3 separate regions of the Mus musculus genome follow, and regions 2 and 3 are each linked to region 1. A link is a contact called in public HiChIP or PLAC-seq and promoter capture Hi-C data. All regions are on one chromosome and are shown on one strand. Each heading gives the region's core, a stretch centred on a gene start, on an enhancer-like site or on the middle of the called end of the contact. The rest is flanking DNA. Distances are from core to core; before and after follow the strand shown. Region 1 has its middle 4.4 kb from the start of Gm18905. Region 2 holds the start of Klk11 (kallikrein related-peptidase 11). Region 3 has its middle 15 kb from the start of Klk5.

Region 1 (4,889 bases), core at 630-3,129:
CCCTTCTAGCCCACCACCCTCCAGAGGTAGTGGGAAAGAAAGGATACAGGGAAGCGGACCTGCTTAGAAATGGTTCATTGGAGCAAATCCCATCTGTGTTATCAGAGAACCGGCAGTTTTGTTCACAGGTCAGCAGTGGCAGCTCTGTCCACTCACAAAAATCTTCACAGGAACACCAGCAGTCCAGCAGGAGAGTCAGGAGAGCAAACACAAATCAGCAGCAGTGGCATGACCGAGCAGAGTCAGCAGGAGGGACCAGCACATGAGTCTGTCTCAGTTGACATCACTCTGCCAAATGGCCCGAGTCCACAGAAGCAGGAAGAAGTCACTAACATACATCAGAAGTTTTTGGCGTGGTTCTCTCTACAGAGTCCCAACAAATGGAGCTCAACTATGCATTGTAAGGTGGACCCATACATGTGTGTCCTTAGCAAAGACTCCTTCATTACCTGTCCTTTCATGTGCTTGCTTGAGCAGAACATCCTTTCTCCTGTGTCTGCCTCAGTAAATGTTCCTTCACATGTTTGCCCCAGCAAAACACCATCCAATACAACTGACTTTCCAAAGGATCCTTAAGTTTCTACTTCAGTCATCTTCTAGGGGGCGCTCTTTAGAGATGTTCCAGTCCTCTGCACAGAGGACAACCCACTGTCACCAGGGAGGTCCCAGTGACATCTGCAACCACAGAGGCTAGGACATCATCAGAAAGCCTGCTCAGGATCCCACGCTCCCTTCCCGAAGAAGTCAGTCTTGGATGAAGACTGACTGGGGTGGCTACTCCATGGAAACTGAGGGAGTGGGAACAGTGGGAACTGAGGAGGTGGGAACAGTGGGAACAGTGGGAACTGAGGGGGTGGGAACAGTGGGAACTGAGGGGGTGGGAACAGTGGGAACTGAAGGGGTGGGAACAGTGGGAACTGAGGGAGTGGGAACAGTGGGAACTGAGGGGGTGGTAACAGTGGGAACTGGAGGAGTGGGAACATTGGGAACTGAGGGAGTGGGAACAGTGGGAACTGAGGGAGTGGGAACAGTGGGAACTGATGGAGTGGGAACAGTAGGAACTGAGGGAGTGGGAACAGTGGGAACTGGAGGAGTGGGAACAGTGGGAACTGGAGGAGTGGGGCACTGGGAACTGGAGGAATGGGAACAGTGGGAAATGAGAGAGTAGAAACAGTGGGAACTGGAGGAGTGGGAACAGTGGGAACTGGAGGAGTGAGAACAGTGGGAACTGGAGGAGTGAGAACAGTGGGAACTGGAGGAGTGGGGCAATGGGAACTGAGTGGGTGGGAAGAGTGGGAACTGAGGGGGTGGTAGGAACCAAGAGGGTAGGAATGAAAACCATGGGGACTATGGGAAAAGAGAGAACCGCTCCTACCAAGAAGCCATCTTCTCTGCAGGTCTCTGCTCCCTCCTTCGCGTTTATTTTGTAATTCCTTTTCTTGCTTCTCGAACCGTTTGCTAATTTCCTTTTTGACCTTGTTTTCTCCTTGTAGCTGAAATTTAAATGTACAGACCTTCCTCGGAGTCTGACGCTGATGTTTCTGAGTGAATTGTGGCTTCTGTTTGTCTGTCCCTAGAGCACAGGAATTCTTTGAAAGGGCGTTCTGCAGTGTCCAAGGAGGTTAGAGCTCTCTTTCTTTCAAAGACAAAGATTTACTTTTATGTGTAAATTTTTAAAACTAGCATGGTGTTTTGCCTGTGTAAGACCCTTGAGGCATACAAGTGGCCAGGCCCCACACCTAAGGACACCCAACAACCAGACTCTGCCCCCCCCCCCCCCCCCCCGAGAATACTCTAGCAGGCGGACCCAGCCCGTAGAGATGCAGGAAGACAAGCCCTATCCTATCCCAGGCCACCCTGGAAAGCCCCACCCCTGGAAGCCCTACATAAAGCCTGCCTTCACCTTGTATGAGGTTTGTTGTATGGTGTGACTCTGTGGTATTCCTTGGCTCCTGGCTGCCAGGATACCTTTCCCCCTCAGAGCTGTTAGCACTTACATTGCCTGCAGGTGTGTCTGTCTGTGCACACCATGCCCTCAGGAGCAAGAAGAGGGTGTTGAGTGGCCCTGGAATTGGAGTTACAAATGGTTGTAAGCTGTCTTGTGGGGGCCTGGGGTCAAACTGGAGTCCTCTGGAAAAGCAGCCAGTAACTTTTAGCCACTAAACTGCCTTTTCTCTCCAGCCCCTCTTCCTTCCTTCCTTCCTTCCTTCCTTCCTCCCTCCCTCCCTCCCTCCCTCCCTCCCTCCCTCCCTTCCTTCCTTCTTTCCTTTTATTTTTTATTTACTTGCAGTGCATATCTGTCTGGATGGGAGGTACTGAGTGCAGTACCCACAGAGGTCAGAAGAGGGCGTCAGAACACCTGAAGCTGGAGTTGAAGGAGGCAGTGAGCCTCCTGGTGTAGACACTGGGAGTGATATTATGGTTATTCAGAGGAAAGCCTTATTCTCAGGAGATGGGGCTGGAGATCTGGCAGATAAATGGTTTATGATCCACACTTACGCAGGCTTTCAGGAGCTTCAAGAAATTCCTTGTAATGGCAGGTCTTCTTATCTTGTTCAATTTTTTTCTGGTTCTTCTTCATTTGTTTCACTTTTTGTTTAAGTTTTTCAATTAGCAGGTATTAATTGTGCACAATAGTGGGTTTCGTTATGGCACATTCTTCCATGTTTATAGCGTAATGTTTAATCATACTCATCCCCCTTGTCCCTCATCTTGTCCCTTCCCATACCTACTGAATCCCTTCCTTCCCCCACCTAGTCAGTCGTGTGACATTATTCCTGGGAAGACATAAACATTTTCTCACCATGAATAGAGAACTGACCACAGAACAAAGAACAGATGCCACCAAAGTCCATCTTGGTGAACCAGTGAGTTTTATTGGGGTTACTTACAGAAGCAGAAATGACTCCGATAGCCGACTTTGACAAAAGCCCATCCTAGCATGGATGACAACTCACATAAGATGGGACCCTAGAGCACACTGCACAGCCTGCAGACAGCTCAATAGGTTAGAGGTTGTCTTTCCCAGACAGTTCAGTTGGTCTGAGAGTGACCCTTAGCAGTCCTTTCTACTTATGTATGCGTGAAGAGGGAGGAGCCTAGTGAGTCTGCTCAATTTCAGGGACTTTCTGAAGCCTGTGAGTTGCTTATTACTTTCTAGATTAAGGAGCTGGCCTCCAAGATGAAGGTTTTCAATCTACACAATAGTCCCCTGTGGTTAATGCCTTTGTGTCTCCCTGACAACGTTAAGTTCATCAATGCTGCTGCTGCTGCTGCTGCTGCTGCTGCTGCTGCTGCTGCTGCTGCCGCCGCCGCCGCCTATGTCACCCTTTCCTGATCTCAGAGCTCAGTCTCTTCTGTCTTCCAATGTGGACTGAAGACCAGTGGCTCACCCAGTATCCTCAAGGCCTTTAGCATCAGATTGGAAATCTCGAGGCACCCCAGCCTCGTGGATTGAACAGCCACTGGTCCTCAAGTCTCTTCATTGTGAAGACAGCTATTGTTGGTCTGTCCAGGCTGCATCATGAAAGTCAGTCTAGTCAGCCCTTCCCATGTGTACTCGCTCTGTCAACTCTGCTCCTCTAGAGAACTCTGACCAACCCACAGCTTCTGTGGCCATGTCTTTTTGTGTGTGACCTAATGGGTTTAACTGGGATTGCTCACAGGAGTCTGTGAAACTTGTAAGTGGCTATACCACTGAAGAAAATGTCTGCATCCCCTAGCAATCACTAGCTAGCTGCCTGTAGATCCTCAGGAAGCGGCATGGCCTCCGGAGCCTCTCTCAAGGTTTTGCTTTTCTTTTTCAAGACAGAGACATTCTTACAATACAAGCCTAGGCTGGCCCGTGATTCCCCCATAACTGATTTATATCTGGGTCCTCATTGTGACCTAGCTTAAGACTCACACCAGCAGACAGCTTCAGTATGGGTTTTTGTGGTGGGACTTACCCTGGAGGCTGAGAAATGCGCTTAAGAAGATTTGAACTGCGGTTCTTCACCGATGACAGCCCAGACCTCAGGGCTGAAAGAGCCCTGGACAAGGAATCTGTGGCATGCCCTCATCTCAACCCACTTTGCCTTCTGTGGTCTGGTACAGATTGCTATGTATTCAGGGCTGGCCTTGAACTTGCAACCCTCCCTACTCAGCCTCCCTGGTGCTGTGATTACAGAGTTGTACCACCACACTAAGGAGGGAAGGAGTACTTATGAGATGCACTAGTTAGGGGCTGCTTAGGGTTTCAGTTGGTGGACAACCTGATTCCAACTGGGTAGTAGAAACATCTACTATCTTGATTTACACATAGTCCTGGGCCAGTGTGATGGCTGTCCCCCCAAATGTGCTTGCTGCCTTGAGTTAGGTTTCCCAAGACCCACAAGGTAGAAGGAGAGAGTCAACCCCAGAAAGTTGTTCTCTGACTTCTACATGCATGCCATAGCATGTATACACACACACACACACACAGAGAGAGAGAGAGAGAGAGAGAGAGAGAGAGAGAGAGAGAGAATGAGAGAGAGAGAGAATGAGAGAGAGAGAGAATGAGAGAGAGAGATTTGCCATCCTTTCCTCAGAGCCCACATCCCAAGACCATCACCAGGATTCCATGACGCAGAACATCTTACACAGTGACTGTAGCAGGGTACAAAATGGCTGTTCTGCTTCTTCTGTGCAATGTCACTTTACAGGTCTTCCCTTGAAAAGGCAAGCCCTGTCCTTCAAGCCTGGATTCTGGACAGCCTTGAAACTTGCCATACCCAGTAGCATGAAGCAGAAGTCACCAATTCCCACTTGTCACCTTGCCTCTCACTTGTAAACCCCTCTCTAGTGGGCCTGGGAGAAGCTCAGTCACTACAGTACTGCCGTGTAAAACACAGCGACCTGAGTTCAATCCC
Region 2 (4,889 bases), core at 1,383-3,882, 500 kb before region 1:
GAGAGGCGAGGGGGATCAGGCGTTCCAGGCCATTCTGAGTTTTATGAGACCCTCTGACAAAAATAAACAGTCCACGAGTAATGGTGGAGGTCTTCAGTCCCAGCCCTTGGCAGGCTGCTCTCTGAGTTTGAGGCCAACCTTGTCTACAGAGCGAGGTCTAGACCAGCCAGAGCTACACAATGAGAATTTGTCTTAAAATCAAAGGTTTGGGCCTTACATTTATTATTGTTGTTGTTGTTGTTGTATATGGGTATTTTGCCTGCAAGTATGTCTTTGAGCCATATGCATGCAGTGCTCACTGAACCAGAAAAGGACACTGGATTTGAAGCCCCAGGGATTGAAGTTACACAGGGTTGTAAGCCACTGTGCGAGGACTGGGGATTGAACCAAAGTCCTCTAAAGAGAGTAGCCATTGCTCTTAACTGCTGAACCATGTCTCCAGCCCCAGCTTTGGCCTTCTCATGAACTGGATATAAATGGCCAGAGTGGGGGTGGTGTGCTATGCCTGACTGCGCTGTATAGCCATCTGTTCTGTCTGCTATGGGATGCCAGTATGTTTTATTGTTTCAGAGACAGTCCAAGGTGAGTCTAGAGATGAAACAACCCAGCTACAGTCGTTGGCTAGTCCCACCCCACTGGTCCTGTCTCCACATTCTCTTCAGAAGGCAGAAAAGAAGGCATTCTTGCTTAAAAAAATGCCTAAGAGGGGACCTAGTGTGCTGGGAACCTGGTGTGCTGACCCCAAAGCACAGGATGGTAGCCTTTTCCAACATCCCCTTGGCAGTTCATCCCCACTCCACCCCAAGGCAGGGCCGGCACCCCCATGTCACAGAGTAGAGAACTGAGCTTCCCTGGGGTGGAGTCACCTGTCCCACGTCACCTGGGTAGGAAGAGGCAGAGCCCGTAGGGTTTGAGGCCACAGTAGGCTGCTGGCAGAGCCTGGGCCTACCCCGCCTTGTCCCACATCTGACTAGGGAAGTAAGGCGAAGGAGGCCCATGGAAGAAAAATCTAAATGAAAACATAAGCTAGGAGAACTGAGGCTTCAAACCTGAAGCTATCTAATGAGGAGGCTGAAGAGTGACTGGAAATTATCTACAGAAACCAGTAAGTGCCGGAGGCCTGGGCAGTGAAGACCAGGGGGGCCGGGGAAGGGTCAGCAGAGAAAGGAGGCCCACATAGGAGCCCTGGGGCTCCTGGCACACCCGCTGAGGTTTCTCTCTCCTTTCTTGAGCCATGGCTGTCACAGGCCCTGACCTGCCTCCCCCACCGTCCTGTCCCTGCCCCTTCACCAGGCAAGCAGCCCCACCTCTATGACGCCCCAGATTCCCCCCTCTTTGGAAAGGAGAAGGGAGGGCCCAAAGGAGGCCAAGGGGCCCGCTGGGCCTAGGCTGTGAGAAGGGAGAGGCCCACAGGAGGAGAGAGAGCAATGGAGGCCTTAGAGAGGAGACAGAGACAGGCACAATGGGAGGCCTAGAAAGGGGTTGTAGGGACAAAAAGCTGTGACAAGAGGAAACAAGGATCCAAAGACAAGCAGGGACAGAAGCCTAGAGGCAGAGACCAAAATCACACACACAGAGGGGAGAGAGGGATGTGGGGGCCCGAGACTCTGAGACCTGCTGGAAAAAAAAAGGGTATACCTACAAGAAGAGGAGACCACAGGGAGAAGAGGGGCTCAGACAAGTGATATCTTGTCTCCCAGACCCCAAGGCTGCCTTGGGAGGGCCCACACACAGCTCTCTCCCAGGGCAATAAGGCAGGATTAGAAGCCCAGTCATCCCAGCGGCCCCCCTTCCGGAGGCCAAGCCCTCTGCCTGCCTGCCTGCCTGCCTTCTCCCCAGGTGCTCAGACCCAGCCTGCTGCAGTGTCAACCGCACCCTTTAGAGTTCCCATCCCCAGAGCCCAGGAATGAATCCAGGAGAGAAGGGAAGGTTCTCCCACCCCCACCCTCATCCCCACCCCCACCCCCACCCCCACCCATTCCAGAAGACTGCCATCCTAGAAGCTAGGCCTCTTCTGTCCCAGCATGCATTTTCCCCCTCTTGAAGATGTCCTTGGAAGATGGGGAGGGACTTGAAGCCACACTCTGCTTCCCTCTGTATCTCTCACCTCTAAACTGCTGCCCCCAAACTCAGTGACCTCCGTCCAGTCCGTCCCCTCAGGTGGCTTCGTCCTGCCCTTCTCTCCCACCCCCGCCAGCCAGGGCAGCTGTAGGCACCAGCTGTCCCTTAGCCAACCACACCCAGCCCAGTCCAGCTGTCCTTCACTGGAGTTCAGCAAGGTGGAGGGAGAGACTTCACTGGTTGTGGACAGACCTCACAGGTCCCTAATATTCTACATGTTGGGACATCAAAAATGAGGTCCTTACCCAGTAGTTAGCCCCTTCCCCCTTGTCTTCCCAGTTGTGGGGCTCCCAGTTGTGGAACAAGCCAGGTTCTCATGTAAAGAAAAAGAAAAATATTCTCTAAGATTTTCTCCCGGGGTCTTCCTTCTCCGAGCAGCTCAACCTGAGTGAGCCAGGAGCCTTGCCCAACAAAGCCCCTCCCAGCTGTTTTGTTGTTCTCAATATCCAGGAAGCTGCTAGCCTAGATCCAAGCCACTCTGGAAGCACAAGGCTTTTCTTACAGGCTTGGGGATTGGTGTGAGAACCAGGAGGTTCCCCTGGGGGAAGGAGGCAGGTAGTCAGAGAAGCAGAGAGACCCAACAGGTGAAGGAAAGAAGAAAACCCAAAAGCCAGCATTCTGATCGCCTCTTAAAGTGATTAGACCTCCCTCCTTGTCCCCAGGGGAACCTGGCGCCCGCCCTGCCCTACTCCAGGCCAGGATGATTCTCCGACTCATTGCACTTGCTCTGGTAACAGGTACGGTGGGGCTTAGAGGGAAGGGGGGCTCCCTATTCTACTTCTAAGGCCCCCCAGCTACAGTGACACCTGCTTGGAGATCACCCCCATGAAGTAGTCTGAGCTATACCAGGCATAATCAAGTGGGACTAAGAGGAGGAATGGGGGTGGGGGTTGGGTCCCCTCAAAATCTTAGGACAGCCACTAATGACCTGGAAGTATAGTCTTATGCCAGCACGTGACAGCTAAGAATGAGAACAGCTATTCTTTTGCTTACTTTCATTTCTGGGGTCTCTCTACCAGCCTACCCCCTCTTATGCTTGTACTTCATCTTTTGCCCCCTTCAGGGCACGTAGGGGGAGAGACGAGGATCATCAAGGGTTATGAGTGCAGGCCTCACTCACAGCCATGGCAGGTGGCCCTCTTTCAGAAGACACGGCTTCTCTGTGGGGCAACCCTCATCGCCCCCAAATGGCTCCTGACAGCAGCCCACTGCCGCAAGCCGTGGGTGCGGGGGCTGGGGCGGGGCTGGGCGGGGCTGGGAGGGGGCTGGAGATGGAGAGATGAATGGAGAGAGGGGCTGGGTCCAGAGAGAACGTGTGGGGGTGGCAGCAGTGGGTGGAGGGGTTGGGGATGGTGTGGTGTTAGCATGGATGATCAGACTGGAGAGGGTAAAGTAGCATTAGTGTGTATGACGGAGGCCTGGTTGGTATGAAGATAGAGGGTTTGGGGATGGAGTGGCATTAGTTTGTATGATGGGGATCTAGTTGAGTTGATGACAAAGGAATGAGGTGGTCTTAGAATAGATGATGGCCTTAGTCAGGATGAGGATGAAGGAGCGAGTGATGGTAGATGGGTCTGGGTGTTCACAAGGCACAATTCATCATCTCTCCCTCCCCACCCCTGCCCTGTCCCCCTACCTTTCTACCTCTGACCACATCTCTCCCACCTCAGCCATTACGTGATCCTCCTTGGAGAGCACAATCTAGAGAAGACAGACGGCTGTGAGCAGAGGCGGATGGCCACTGAGTCCTTCCCCCACCCCGACTTCAACAACAGCCTCCCCAACAAAGACCACCGGAATGACATAATGCTTGTGAAGATGTCGTCTCCCGTCTTCTTTACCCGAGCTGTGCAGCCACTCACCCTGTCCCCACACTGTGTCGCTGCAGGCACCAGCTGCCTCATTTCTGGATGGGGCACCACGTCCAGCCCCCAGTGTAGGGGCTCCTGAGGGAACCGTGATCCGGGTGGGAGATGGGGAAAGGAGACCAGATGAATCTTCAGAGAGAAAGATCAGAGTCACTCAAGAGGCATGGTGATCTGGAGCAGTCAGGAGAGGGATGAGCTAAAAGGAAGATGAGAAATTCTGAGGGACTCACTTTTGGGCCTCAAGACTGAGACAGGTGTGAGGCAGGTGTGAGACAGGTGTGAGGCAGGTGTGAGACAGGTGTGAGACAGGTGTGAGACAGGTGTGAGACAGGTGTGCGGCAGGTGTGATTCCCAAATCTATAACTTTCTAGTTGTGGGATCTAAAGCAGGTGGCTTTACCTCTCTGAACCTTGGTTTTTTTTTTTTTTTCCTAAAAAGAATAATCATATCTACCTACCACAGTGGGGTCAGAGGTAATGCACAGAGAACAAGTAGTAGGAAGAATTTACTCAATGCATTGCTGTTGCAACAGTTACAAGCATAGAGATGGGTTCAGGGCAAGGATTGTCCCAGGTGCTGGCTACTGTGGTGGGGTTGGAAAACCAGGTGACCACTGCTCACACCCTTCACTGCTGTCCCCACAGTGCGCCTGCCTCATTCCTTGCGATGTGCCAATGTCTCCATCATCGAACACAAGGAGTGTGAGAAGGCCTACCCGGGCAACATCACAGACACCATGCTGTGCGCCAGTGTTCGGAAAGAGGGCAAGGACTCCTGTCAGGTCAGCAGGCAGGGGCTGGATCTCCAGCCACATACCCATTGCAACCTCCATCATCTTTACTGACATCCCCAGTCAGCCCTGATCACAACCATATCCAACCCTGCCTCCCCATGTTCACC
Region 3 (4,889 bases), core at 890-3,389, 420 kb before region 1:
ATTCAGAGACAAACTTGTCTCCACCTCCTGAATGCCGGATTAAAGGCATGTCCCACCATGCCCTGCTCAACTAGGTTCCTATTCCTAGAGTAAAGGGGGTTCTGTGCCATGTTCTAAATGACCAGGGTTCTACATTATGAGAAGGCTGGCTGGCTCAGAATGGCACAGCCAACAACAAAGCACAGTGTTGGAGAAGAGGGTGCCACCTGGAGCATGTGTTTTGATTTCAAGAAGCGCTGACCCTGGGGGGGATTTGACTTTCTGCCAAGCAGCTTTTTTATTCTATTTTTTAAATGGTGTTTTGCCTTATTTAATCCTCTCATGGAAAAGAGGGTACATTGTATTCACATTTCACCACAGAGAGAACATGTAGACAGGGCAATCCTTGGGGTTCACTGGCCAGCTAGCCTAACCTACTCAGTACCTTCCAGGCCAGTGAGACCCTGATTCATAAAACAAGTGGACAGTTCCCGAGGACTGACACCTGGCATCAACCTCCACCCTCCACACACCGACGTACCCTCCCACACACGAATGTGCATTCACGTAAAGACACTGGGTGCGTGACATTTACTGTAGCTAAGGTGGAAACAGCAAGGGAAGCTTGTGGTGGATTCTCAGAGTCTCACAGACACAGGTCCCATCTACATAAAACCTGCTTATTGCAGTGGCAGAGTTTGGATGCACTCGGACTCAGGATCAGAGTCAAGGGTGAACAGAGAACCCAAGACACATAAACACTGTTTGGTTTCAGGCTCGGGGACAAAGAGCTGAGGTGCATATCTCACATACCAAAGCAGACCTGCCCTCCAGGTTCTCCCAGCATTCCTCAGTCCTCACTGGCATACCCTGCCCCTAACCATGAACTGTCCATTGTGGGGGCTGGGCTGCCCTTCCCCCAGAGGCTCCTTCCTATATAATCAAGACATTTTTGCCTTCTGGCTCTCTCCTGCTCTCTCCTTCACTCTGCCTCTGCGCTTTTCCTTTCCTTCTCTTCTCCCTCTCTTTTGTCTCTCTTCCCATGGCGACTTCCCTGGCTTCCTTCCTTGGGGCCAGTAAACTCGCAACTTCAGACTAAACCTGCCTATATATATATATTTTAATCTGGCTTGAATTGGCTCATTTCAATGGGGGAGAAATAATTTATCAGATATAACAAGGAAGAGAGGCCAATGCCCTGTGACCCCTCTGACTCTATACTAGATAAATTGGATAAAGCTGAGATGATCTCACCCAAACCCTTCTGCAGCCCTGGCCAAGACTAGCTATCACTTATGTTAGTTGGCAAGTGAGCTGGAAGCATCACAGAAGCCATAGGACCTAGCTCTAAGCAAGGAGCTAGGATGGAAGCTAGCTAAGATCAAAGCCAAGGGGAGGGGGAATGTTTGTTTACCTGGTAGAAGGGAGCAAGCAGAGCTGGGAGCTTGGGAGGTAGCGCCCCTCTCTAGAACCCCCAGCAAGGGGCTGAGGGAGTGCTTTCCAGGTCACCTGTGGACTCAAGCAGTATCTGCTTGGTCAACAATGAAGTAGGAGGGAGGTTGATAAGCTCATTTCAGCTGCACCCATCTTATCTGAAGTGTGGAGTCAGGCAAGGTTACAGAATACCTCCTCCTCGTTCCAAGTGACAGAGAGCTTGCCTGGCATGTGCAAGGCCCTGAGTTTAATCCTTAGTACTGTATTTAAACATTCTTCTTACACTTGTTGTATTTTATGCCTGTGGGGGTTGGAGGGCATGAAGAGGCAAGTGCACGCCATGGCCTGTTCTGAGAACGATTTGCAGGATTTATTTATCTTTCTACGTCTACCCTGTGGGTCCTGAAGACTGAACTTAGGCTGTCAGGCTTGGGGGCAGTCACCTTTACTGACTGAGCCATCTTGCCAGCCCTTCTCCCACCATCAGCACTGGTTTTTTTGTTGTTTTGTTTTGTTTGTTTTTTAAGCAAAATGAAGGAAAAGGAAGCTGAGAGTAGTGGTTGACACTTGTAATTCCCATACTAGGGAGGCTGAGGTAGGGAGAATCTGGAGACTAAGGCCAGCCTGGGCTACTTAGCGAGAACTATCTCAGTAACAAACACAAAACCACTGTGGGTGTAGCTGGGTTGGTGTACTCAGCACTCACGAGATGTAAACAGGGTGTGGCAGCGAATGATGCTGTAATCCAGGCATTTGGAGCCAGGAGTGGGAGGCTCTGGATTTCAAGGTCATTGTTGGCTGCACAGAGTTGAAAGCAAGGCTTGGGATACATGAGGCCTCGTCGCTAAAATAAAATAAAATGTTTTAAAAAAAAAAGGAAGACTCTGTGATAACGTCTGAATATCCCTCCCCAATTTCTCACTCAGAAGGCGAGTACCCCGAGGAGGGCTAACCACCTTAAATCACAGGAACAAACGGTGACCGGATAGCAAGCCGGTTGTAGCCCACCCTCTCAGGAATTTCCTTCCTGCTCCTGCCTTGCATGCCCTGCTCAACTTGGAGCAGGGAAAATAAAAGGCAAGAGTCAAGATACTGTCTTTGGTTGTTTGAGCTGATCCAGAGGGTTGGGTGTGGGAAAAGAGGCTTCCAGAAGGAGGAAGCTGAGCTAACACTCATTTTCTTGGCAGCTCAAACTTTCTTTTCTCATACGAGGTTGTGTCTTTTTCCATGCAGACGCTGGTTCCAGAGCTGGGAGGAGGCAGGCGTCTGTGAGCAGTCCCTTAATATCAAGGGTGGAGACTCTCACCTTCCTGCACGGTGTTGTAAGATGGAGGAGCATAGGGCTGTGGTGGCGCAATAGCAAGCTTCTTACCTAGGACACATCACGGCATTGTGACAAACAGGAGGGATGTTCACAGCAAGGGAGAGCTTATCACCAAGTGGGCCCAAGAGCAACATGGGAGAGGAGACTCAGACAGGTGGATGTGTAAGTCTAGGAGTTAACATGAGTTACAACAGCAGCCCGGATGGACAGGAGAACACGGAATGCTTAATAAAAGGTGTTGGGAGAACCAGTTCCCTCCAAACCGGAAACCAAACCCAGAGCTGGAGAGATGGCTCCACAGATAAGGTGTTTGCTGCACAGACCTAACGCCCTGAGTTTGATCTTTTGAACCCATGCAAAGGTGGAAGGAGAGAATTGACTCCACAGAGTTGCCCTCCAACCTCCGTTCCCATCAGATACACAGTAACTGATAGGATTAGGCAGCGGGTCCCAACAGAAACCCACACCATGAGGCGGGTCTCACGTGGGAGGTTATTGGGTGAGAATTCCGAAGGAGCTTCTGGGAGAGGGAAGAACGAATAAAGTAGGAGTAGGAAGAACGTGACTTTGAGATTATGGCGCATGCACAAGAAGACCCCTGGGCAGCTAGAGAGGATGCGTCTGGTCGCGGGGTCCCTCGAAAGCTGGCTGTAAAGATGCCTGATTGTTGTGGAGTCACTTTTAGCTGTCCATGGATATGCCCGCTTGCCAAAAATAATCATGAATAATTGTTTAATAAAAGGAAAGAAACCAGGTTTCTATCTGGTACCAACTGAATGCAGGCCAGCTTGGGCTACACAGAGAGATGCTATGTTAAAAATAAAAAAAATTAAGACTGAAACAAGGGGTGACGGACCAGCGGGTAAAGTGAACGTCAGGAAAGCAAGAGGTCCAGAATTTGAGCTCCAGGGCCTCATGAAAGCAGGCGTGGGGCCGGTGACATGGCTCAGCGGGTAAAGGCACCTGCATATAGGTGTGAAGATGTACACGTGCCTGAAGACAGAGTCTAATTACTGAAACCCACATGGCAGGAAGGATAACCAACGCCCATAAGATGTCATCTGATTTCCACACGGACACTGTGACGCGTGTTCCCAAACACATGCACACAGGAACACACACGGTAAATAAATGTGATAGAAAGGGTTTTAAAACGGCAAGCTTGATGGAACCTGCTTGAGGCACTGGGAGCACTAGGAGGCCTGAGACAGGCAGATCCCTGGGGCTTGCTGGCCAACCCAGCAGACCTCAGACAAGGGACTGACTGAGGTGCATATTTAGTATATCAAAGCAGACCTGGCCTCCTACTTGACCGTACCCTGCCCCCCAACCCTAAAATCTTCAGCCCAGGGTCTGGACTGCCTCCCCACTATCCCTCCCCATAAGGCTCCTCCCTATATCATAGGGACATTTTGCGCTTGATCCCTCCCTCCCTTCGTCCCCTCCCCCTTTCTTTCTCTTGCTCTCTTTCTCTTCCTCCTCCCCACTTTCTCTCCCCCATGGGGACTCCTCTGGCCTCAGTCTTGGGGTCAGTGAATCCACACTTAATGTAATCTAATCTGGCTTGAATTGCCTCATTTCACCAATGAGAAATTACCTATCACCGGGGAAATTCTAGGTCTCAATAAAACAAAATGAGGAGCTGGAGAGTTGACTTGGAGCCTTAGAACACTTGTTGCTTTTGCAAAGGACCCAGGTTCTAGTTCCAGCACCCATGTGGTGGCTCCCAACTATCTAAACTCCAAATTCCAGGGGATCTGATGCCCTCTTCTGACCTCTAAGGGTACCAGGTTTACATATAGTGTACATATCCATATGCAGGCAAAATATTTGTATACACAAAGTAAATAAGTCTTGGAGGAGAAGTGCATAAGGTACATTGAATAAGGATTCCCAAAGTTGACCTATGGCCTCCATAGGCACACTCCTGCATCCACACACTAGCTACATGTGAGACATGCACACACCCCACAAAAACAAAACAGGCCACTACAAGGCCATGTGTGGTGGCAAACATGTATGTCCTCTGCACTCCAGAGTTGGAGACGAGAGGATCAGGAATTCAAGGCCATCTTCAGCTACATAGTAAACGTATGTGAGGCTCTGTCTCAAAATCAAAATTTAAAACCACTTAGATACAAGATAAACGTAG

Evidence for each region. Promoter capture Hi-C pulls out the DNA fragments that hold promoters and counts their contacts. HiChIP or PLAC-seq counts read pairs in DNA pulled down with a chosen protein or histone mark.
Region 2: a contact with region 1 is called in a promoter capture Hi-C map of embryonic stem cells, with 2.9 times the contacts expected there. The contact joins the promoter of Klk11 here to the enhancer-like site in region 1. A contact is called at or near these places in 4 of 39 promoter capture datasets (the HPC-7 cell line, embryonic stem cells, hippocampal neurons and 1 more).
Region 3: a contact with region 1 is called in an H3K27ac HiChIP or PLAC-seq map of embryonic stem cells, with 5 read pairs. The contact joins two enhancer-like sites. A contact is called at or near these places in 8 of 39 promoter capture datasets (the HPC-7 cell line, embryonic stem cells, hippocampal neurons and 3 more) and 1 of 115 datasets of contacts at active chromatin or transcription factors (embryonic stem cells).

The regions. Positions count from the first base shown.
Region 1 is chr7:44,275,087-44,279,975 of GRCm38.p6, forward strand. No RefSeq gene overlaps it. Among named protein-coding and RNA genes, the nearest start is that of Gm18905, 4.4 kb to the left of the region's middle. Within about 2 kb of position 1,880, at least 3 of the 459 cell types and tissues checked have an H3K27ac peak or open chromatin away from gene starts, as enhancers often do. A contact at or near this core is called in embryonic stem cells, where this site is marked.
Region 2 is chr7:43,773,697-43,778,585 of GRCm38.p6, forward strand. It overlaps Klk11 (kallikrein related-peptidase 11), which reads left to right and starts at 2,633. Exons shown (of 5, transcript NM_019974.2): 1 at 2,633-2,858; 2 at 3,185-3,341; 3 at 3,792-4,057; 4 at 4,634-4,770. The coding sequence starts at 2,822.
Region 3 is chr7:43,854,357-43,859,245 of GRCm38.p6, forward strand. No RefSeq gene overlaps it. Among named protein-coding and RNA genes, the nearest start is that of Klk5, 15 kb to the left of the region's middle. Within about 2 kb of position 2,140, at least 18 of the 459 cell types and tissues checked have an H3K27ac peak or open chromatin away from gene starts, as enhancers often do. A contact at or near this core is called in embryonic stem cells, where this site is marked.